2 separate regions of the Anser cygnoides genome follow, and region 1 is linked to region 2. The links are chromatin contacts, called in public Hi-C maps. All regions are on one chromosome and are shown on one strand. The core of a region is the stretch at or near the end of the contact, and the rest is flanking DNA. Distances in the headings are between cores, read along the strand shown. Region 1 has its middle 140 kb from the start of INHBA. Region 2 overlaps INHBA (inhibin subunit beta A).

The links. Hi-C and Micro-C count contacts between places; a contact is called where the count stands out from the background.
Region 1: a contact with region 2 is called in a Hi-C map of liver, with 2.9 times the contacts expected there. The contact joins two enhancer-like sites. A contact is called at or near these places in 2 of 7 Hi-C or Micro-C datasets (both in liver).

The regions. Positions count from the first base shown.
Region 1 is chr2:60,726,255-60,729,662 of Taihu_goose_T2T_genome, reverse strand. No RefSeq gene overlaps it. Among named protein-coding and RNA genes, the nearest start is that of INHBA, 140 kb to the right of the region's middle. Within about 2 kb of position 1,937, at least 2 of the 3 cell types and tissues checked have open chromatin away from gene starts, as enhancers often do. A contact at or near this core is called in liver, where this site is marked.
Region 2 is chr2:60,595,464-60,598,631 of Taihu_goose_T2T_genome, reverse strand. The region is part of intron 2 of INHBA (inhibin subunit beta A); the gene reads right to left. Among named protein-coding and RNA genes, the nearest start is that of INHBA, 6.6 kb to the right of the region's middle. Within about 2 kb of position 1,516, at least 1 of the 3 cell types and tissues checked has open chromatin away from gene starts, as enhancers often do. A contact at or near this core is called in liver, where this site is marked.

The DNA of each region.
Region 1 (3,408 bases), core at 688-3,187, 130 kb before region 2:
AAAGCAAGAGAGTTAAACAGAAGGCTTTTCCACTGTTGTGGTGGGTGCTTGTTTTGGTTTGTTTTTCTCTCCTTGGTACAATGATTTAACTCAGACCCTGGAAACACGGCAGTAAAGAGTTCATAAACTGCAGGAATTACATCCCTCATTTCCTGTCTCTTTTCCTGGTTTGTAGAAAGTCTGTCCACATCCTTGAAAAATAAAGATGCTTTCAATATTAAAGGTAATATAATAATAAAAGATAAAGATTAATTACAATTTTTATTTTTTATGATAAAGATGGTGTAAAATGAGGATGCAACATCAAGGCTGTTTCCTTTTAAAATTCAGTATGACCCTCCCAGCAAGTTTCATTGAATTTGGGATCTATTTATATATTTTTCAGTCCTGAATCTCCTGGCTGCCCAAATGGAGCTTTAGGAGCCTACACTTAAGCTCCTGTTTATTAATAGCTTGGTCTTAATTTACAATATTATTGGATTGTTGTAGTTAACAACTCCATTGTTTCGATTAGGATGGAAGTTGGGATCAAAAAGCAGCCTTAGGAGAGAAACTAGAGAGCTTGTTGTTTAACCTCATAAACTGAAGGCTGGAGGGAAATATATAATAGATCTATATAAATGTGTAGCAGATATGAATGCTAGGGTCAGAGAAGGAGTACTTAAGCTAAGGGACACTGCTGGCCCAGAAAGAAAAGGATATTAACTGACTAAATTTAGGCTGGAAAATGCTCCTCTGATATTCTTCTCATAAGGTGGAATTGCCTTCAGTGTCTGCAGAAAGACTGAGCCAAATCCAATTCAGAGGTAATGTCTGATGACTTTCTGAATTGGGTTATATAATCAACTTGCATTAGCAGTGGTCTGCTTTGGATACTTTTTTTTTTTTTTTTTAAGGCAAAAGTTTGAAAATGAAGAACTTAAATTATTTTTATTTAGAATATGATATTTGGAGATTGATATAATAATTACATGAATGAAAATTTTACTAAAAAGAATACATTATTGTTTGGAGTTTGTTTCTGGCAACAGATAAAAATGAGTCTTGACTGTATGATGTGCCCTGTATTGCTACATTCTTGTATGATGTTTCTAGATATAACTAGTAAGCTATTGAAGGACATATATTAACAAAATACAAAAGACCCTTATGTTCCTTTCAATACTTCATGTACTTTATTCAAAAATAGAATCTTGTTATGACACAACCTCTTAGATGTGTTGTAATCCTATGTGGTTTGTGGTCATAGTTTAGTAGCTTTGGATTTCTGCCTCAGGTGAAATGAAACAGTTTAGGTGTCACAAATGCTACCCTGTTTCCAAACAAAGATTGACTTCCTGTGCTTCTCACCTTGAAATGTTTGGAGATGTGACCTTTCTGTACCTGTTTGTTTCAGACGACGATTTTTCTGGTACACCACATCATTTAACATAGGATTTGCTTTTTACCTTCAAGAAGTGAAGTATATGATATTCCATGCACTGCCCAACAATCCTTTATTCCTGAGTCAGACATTTGTATTTCTCTGGACTCAGCTACACTGTTTTTATATCAGCTTCTGATGTGTAACCATTCGTGTTCTGAGGTCTCTGCTGTAGACAAAGCTCGATTAACTTGCACAAGATATTTTTTTCCTGCTTTGTTAGCTCTAATAGCATTGCATCATTTTATATAAGCAGTGATCTGTAAAAATCCATGAATGTGTGTTGAAAGCTAGGTTATCTGAATTTAGGAGGTCTAATGAAAATTTGCCACTCTGGACAGTGCAAAGCTGTTGGAAAAAGCTTTTGTAGGAATTTATGCCTGGGTCAGGGGAAAGTTTAAGCAATGTACAGATGGTAGCTATGGAAACAATATTTACATTTGTCTAGATGGTCATGAGGAAGATAAATAATGAACAAACCGTACCAATTAATTGTACAAGTTGTGCTGAAGCTGAGGTAAAACAAATTCACTAAGAAAAATACAGAGAGCTAAAGGTTTACTGGCAGCTGCATGCTTGTTTCTGTTTAAAGTGTGTGCAGTGAATATAATATTAGCCAAGGGTTGGGTTGCACATCTGCCTTGACCCTAATGCTACAGGCTCCAATATAAACGTTAAAAATCTATCTCATGCCTTCCAGCGTAGCACACAAAGTCCATTGCTCTCTCGAGTGGTTTTAGTAAGTACAACTGTCCTTGCTTACGACATTTTTAGCTTTCAATTTTCCCTCCCTCTGCTCTGACGTGTCAGTTACCAGCGATTTTTTGTGTGTGTTTAGATGAAGGGAGCTGGATTAAATACAGGGAGAGCATCCAGACTGTGTAAAAGTTTTATCTGCTTTTTGCCACTTTCTTTCAAAAAAAAAAAAAAAAGTGAACTGAGAATTCCCCCTTGAAAACCTTGCTTAATACTACCATCAGAGCTTTTTCTGAGGTCAGATGAGACTTGAGGGCTAAGGCAATACACAGAGAGAAGTAAGAGTAGAAACTATTAACAGTCTTTAAACTTTGTAGTTTAGCTTTGCTCAATTGGAGAACCAAACCCTGTTTCAGTATTAAGCTTTTTAATATTTATTTCTCCATTATTGTATATTAAGGCATGGGAGAATTGAGCAATGAGATTCTGCAAATAATTTAATTGTTAAACCTTATGTGATAAACTACTTCATCAAAATAGTTGGAAAAAAAATATTTCAAAGGTTTGAATTTGGATGTGTGGGACGTATTTGTTTAAATGAGTCAGGAAAGATATTCAATCAGTGTAACAAAAAATGTGTTGTTTGTAGAATGAAAAAAATTCTTTCTTCTGGTCCTCAGTAAGAAAGGTGAAAAGCAAGGCTGAAGCACCACAACTTACTTTCTATGCAACAGCTTGTGGGGTCGTTTGCTTGTGATTATAGCAGTCTTGGACAAAGACAATTCCCCCTTTTATGAGGGGTTTCAAACCTACTCTTGCAGGGCAGCAGGCAAACCCCAACTCCCAGCTTTATGCTTTTTTTTGGTGGTCTTGTAACTGTTTTAGTATCTGTAAATTATTCAAAATAATTTCCGATAAAAAAAAAAAAAGACTACAATAGTGATTGGAACACTTCATGCAGCAAGTCGCATCACATGAGTTATTGTCTGATTTGTACTTCTGTACATAATAGGTATATGTAAGTATGCATAAGAATGAATATCAAAATTTGAAATCACCATCACATAACCATCAGTTCACCTCGATAGCTGCCCTGGCTGTGGGTTCATGTGTCCTTCAGTAAAGAACAACTGCCTGTGTTTCATTGTAGCTGACTGGCCAAATCCACTTTCCCTCAGCTACCAACTATAGGGTTAAAAAATGTTAGCATCTATATCTTTGTGGGGTAGTGACGGATGAGAATGAGTGATTCACCAGAAACACCCAGAAAAATCAAAATCGATTGATTT
Region 2 (3,168 bases), core at 267-2,766:
ATACTTGATTTCTGTGCAGTAAGGCCCAAATAGCAAGTATACTGAAATGAATAGCAAAATTTCCAATTACTTTCAGAAGACTAAGGTTCAGTCCAAAATTACATCTTGCAACACTCAGTTGCATGACATCAGATTGCTTTTTCACACTCATATAGATGTAAGTAGATAGAAGGACTGCCCAGCATGAATCTGTGCAGGAATGTACACATGAGCAGTGTAGGTATATCCCACACACAGGAGGGCACATGAAGGCACATACTTACAAGCAGGAATCTGTCCACATTACAGTGTTGCAGGTACAGCTGCATGGGTATATAAGCGTGCCTCCTCTGGCATACCCATGTCTCTGGACATACATCCACTTATACGTGCATACAAACAAATGCATATCCATATATTTCCAGCTAGATTTGCATACCAAACTGTATGCATGACTACCCAAAGAGGGACACATACAGTACTTTCTGTCCCTCTCTCTGTCTCTCAGGTATCTTTTTATAAACTGTTTCCCACCTTCTCAGATTCGTCTGTGCTTTCTCAAATTGTTCTCAAAGCAACCAACCTCCTTCAATTCTCACATTTTGTTACAATGAAACAGATTAATTCAGAATGGCTTTCTTCTTCTGGAAGTAACTTGCTTTCATTTGCTAAACTTCAAATCTTCGATAAAGTATGCCAAAGCCAAGAAAAAAAAAAAAAAGAAGAAAAAAAAAAAAAAGGCAACACCAAAACTGGGGGGAACGAGACTTGTTTTCTGAAAGCCAAGGAGACTGCATTAGAAAAAAAGATGTGAGAAAATCAGCTCAGATGATGATTCATGGTCACATTTCTCAGTATCTTGTAAAAATAATAATGATCATTTCTGATCTCTCCAGATATCCAGAACTTCCAGCATCCATCAGTTTATCAGTTTTATCTTTTTCCCCTTTGCCTATTTCCTTCCACTGCATTTTTTTTTACTTGCAGTCTTCCACTCCAGTGAATCTCTGTCTTTTAAATAACCGAGAAGAGAGAAACAAGAGCTCCACTCAGAGAAGCTGCAGATAAGCATAAAGATCTCTGGGATTCAGGGTTCAATTAGGTAAAATAGAAGCTTGCAGGAAGGTTGCCTTGCATGGAGTAAAAAGCCTTTGGAGTGTGCCCTCTCGTGGCCATTCTTTATTCAGCACACATATCCATACCATTAAATACATTTCCTTTCAAAAGAAAATTGATGAAATGATTTAAAGAGTCATAAGTGGCCCATTCTTTTCCTCCTGCGCTGCCAGACTGGCTATATAAGAGTAGGTATCATCCTAAGAAAAGGTGTGAGTGTGTATATACACATATCTGCTTATAAAAAAAAGTTTGTATTACCTGATTAAGCCAGTTCACCTTGAATTCAGTAGGAAGGGAGACAGAAAGGTAAAAGCAGTGTAAATAGCTGTGACACTTGTTGTGGTTTTGTGTGCGTGTGTTGGTGGTTTTTTTGTTTTGTTTTGTTTTTTTGTCTGTTTGATTTTTCCCCCCTGACAGTTCTCCTAACGATAAGCCTTTGGATTTTAGTATTTCTACCCAGAAATTCCCATTGCCTTCTCGGGTGCTGACGTTAGCAACCCATTTCATTGGTAGTTTAGTTGCCAGGATCAAATTCACTTGGAAAAATCCCAGGTCTGCCTAATAAGCTATCTACTTAAAATAATGAACAAGTTAGTAGCCAAACATATTTTATGAGCACTCACTATCTCAGTTATAGAACCTGTTGGATTTGCTCGTCATGAATGTATATGACCCCTCTCCTCAAAAGACAATTTTTAAGTCCTTGAAATAACCCACAGAGCTCTGGCACAGCTACCCTCCTAGCAGAACTAATCGAGGTTAGTAATCTTAGTTTGATATGCAAGTAGAAAATCATTTTCGTGTTTTACTTGTAAGAGTGCCAAAGGACAGTAGGGTGCATTTGTAAACTTTTGCCCAATACTCATGGTCATTAGTTTTGCAAAGATTTGCCTGGATTTGTTAGCTGTGAAAACTACCTGCCAACTATTTTGCTGATTTCCTGGACGTAACTACACCTGTGCTTCAAACAAGTTCCCTGCATTTAGTTTCCCCTCTAATTGTCTGTAGCCTATGCTTGCTTGAATTATGGTCTCTTATAAAAGAGCAGTCTCAAGCCAGAGCCACGTGCACAGGGCACTGTTTGTTCATTCACTCCGTTTCATTGTATGTCTGAGGATACGGCTGATGAAGGATGGAAATACTATTTTTTTTTATGAAGGCAAGTAGTAAATGTGGCTTCTGAAAGGTAAAGGGAATGGCTGGTTTATGTCAAGTCATACGCAAAGGAGCAAAAAGCCTGAAGTATTATTTCTCTTTCCATAGACATTTATTTGATACAACGTGAGATGTTTCCATTCATTTTCATTGATTTCCTACTCCCCTCTTTTGAGACAGAGTGAGTTTCACATTAAAAGCAGAAAGAATATTAACCTGACTGTGAGAGTAACATGTTCATTCTCCTGCTTGGTGCTTTAAACTTATCCATACTCCTCCCAGATACTACAGACCAAACACTGGTGACTGTCCATGTGGCTACATTCTGTTCCAGTCTTTTTTTTTTTTTCCCTTTTAATTCCTACCCAGCATGTCATTTGCCTTCTTTTTGCCTCAATTTCTTCAACAGGAAAAATAATACTGCTTTAATATTCGACGCACAATACTGCTGGTGTGGGAGTGGAAGAGAGCCCAGGTGAAGTTCACTCATGCGTTGCAGCACTGGCACCTGTAAAGCATGGTGGATCCACCAGTGTTAGCAAGACAACAGCTACAAGCGGCTCCAGGTGAAAAATATATGTATCAGCAGTTTGAAGTCCACAGACTGGAGTCAACATTTCCATTATAAGCCCAAACCCTGGAACTCAGTTTCTAGGTTGCTGAAAGCTCCTCCCAAATAAAAGCCTGGCAGATATGGGATGCAGGGCTGGAGCAGCCCTCCTGCCTCAGCTTCCAGGATGGGCTTAGGTGGAGGAGAAAGCAGGGAAGAAAAGGCATGGGTACACAACTTGTGCCCTGGCATGCGGCCGCGCAGCTCCATAGCATGTCTTCTTCAATTAATTTGGCTAGCAGTGGTAGGACAACACTATGTAAATCAAAGTAAGCAACGTGCTAGCATTGGGTATTTTGTAGCGG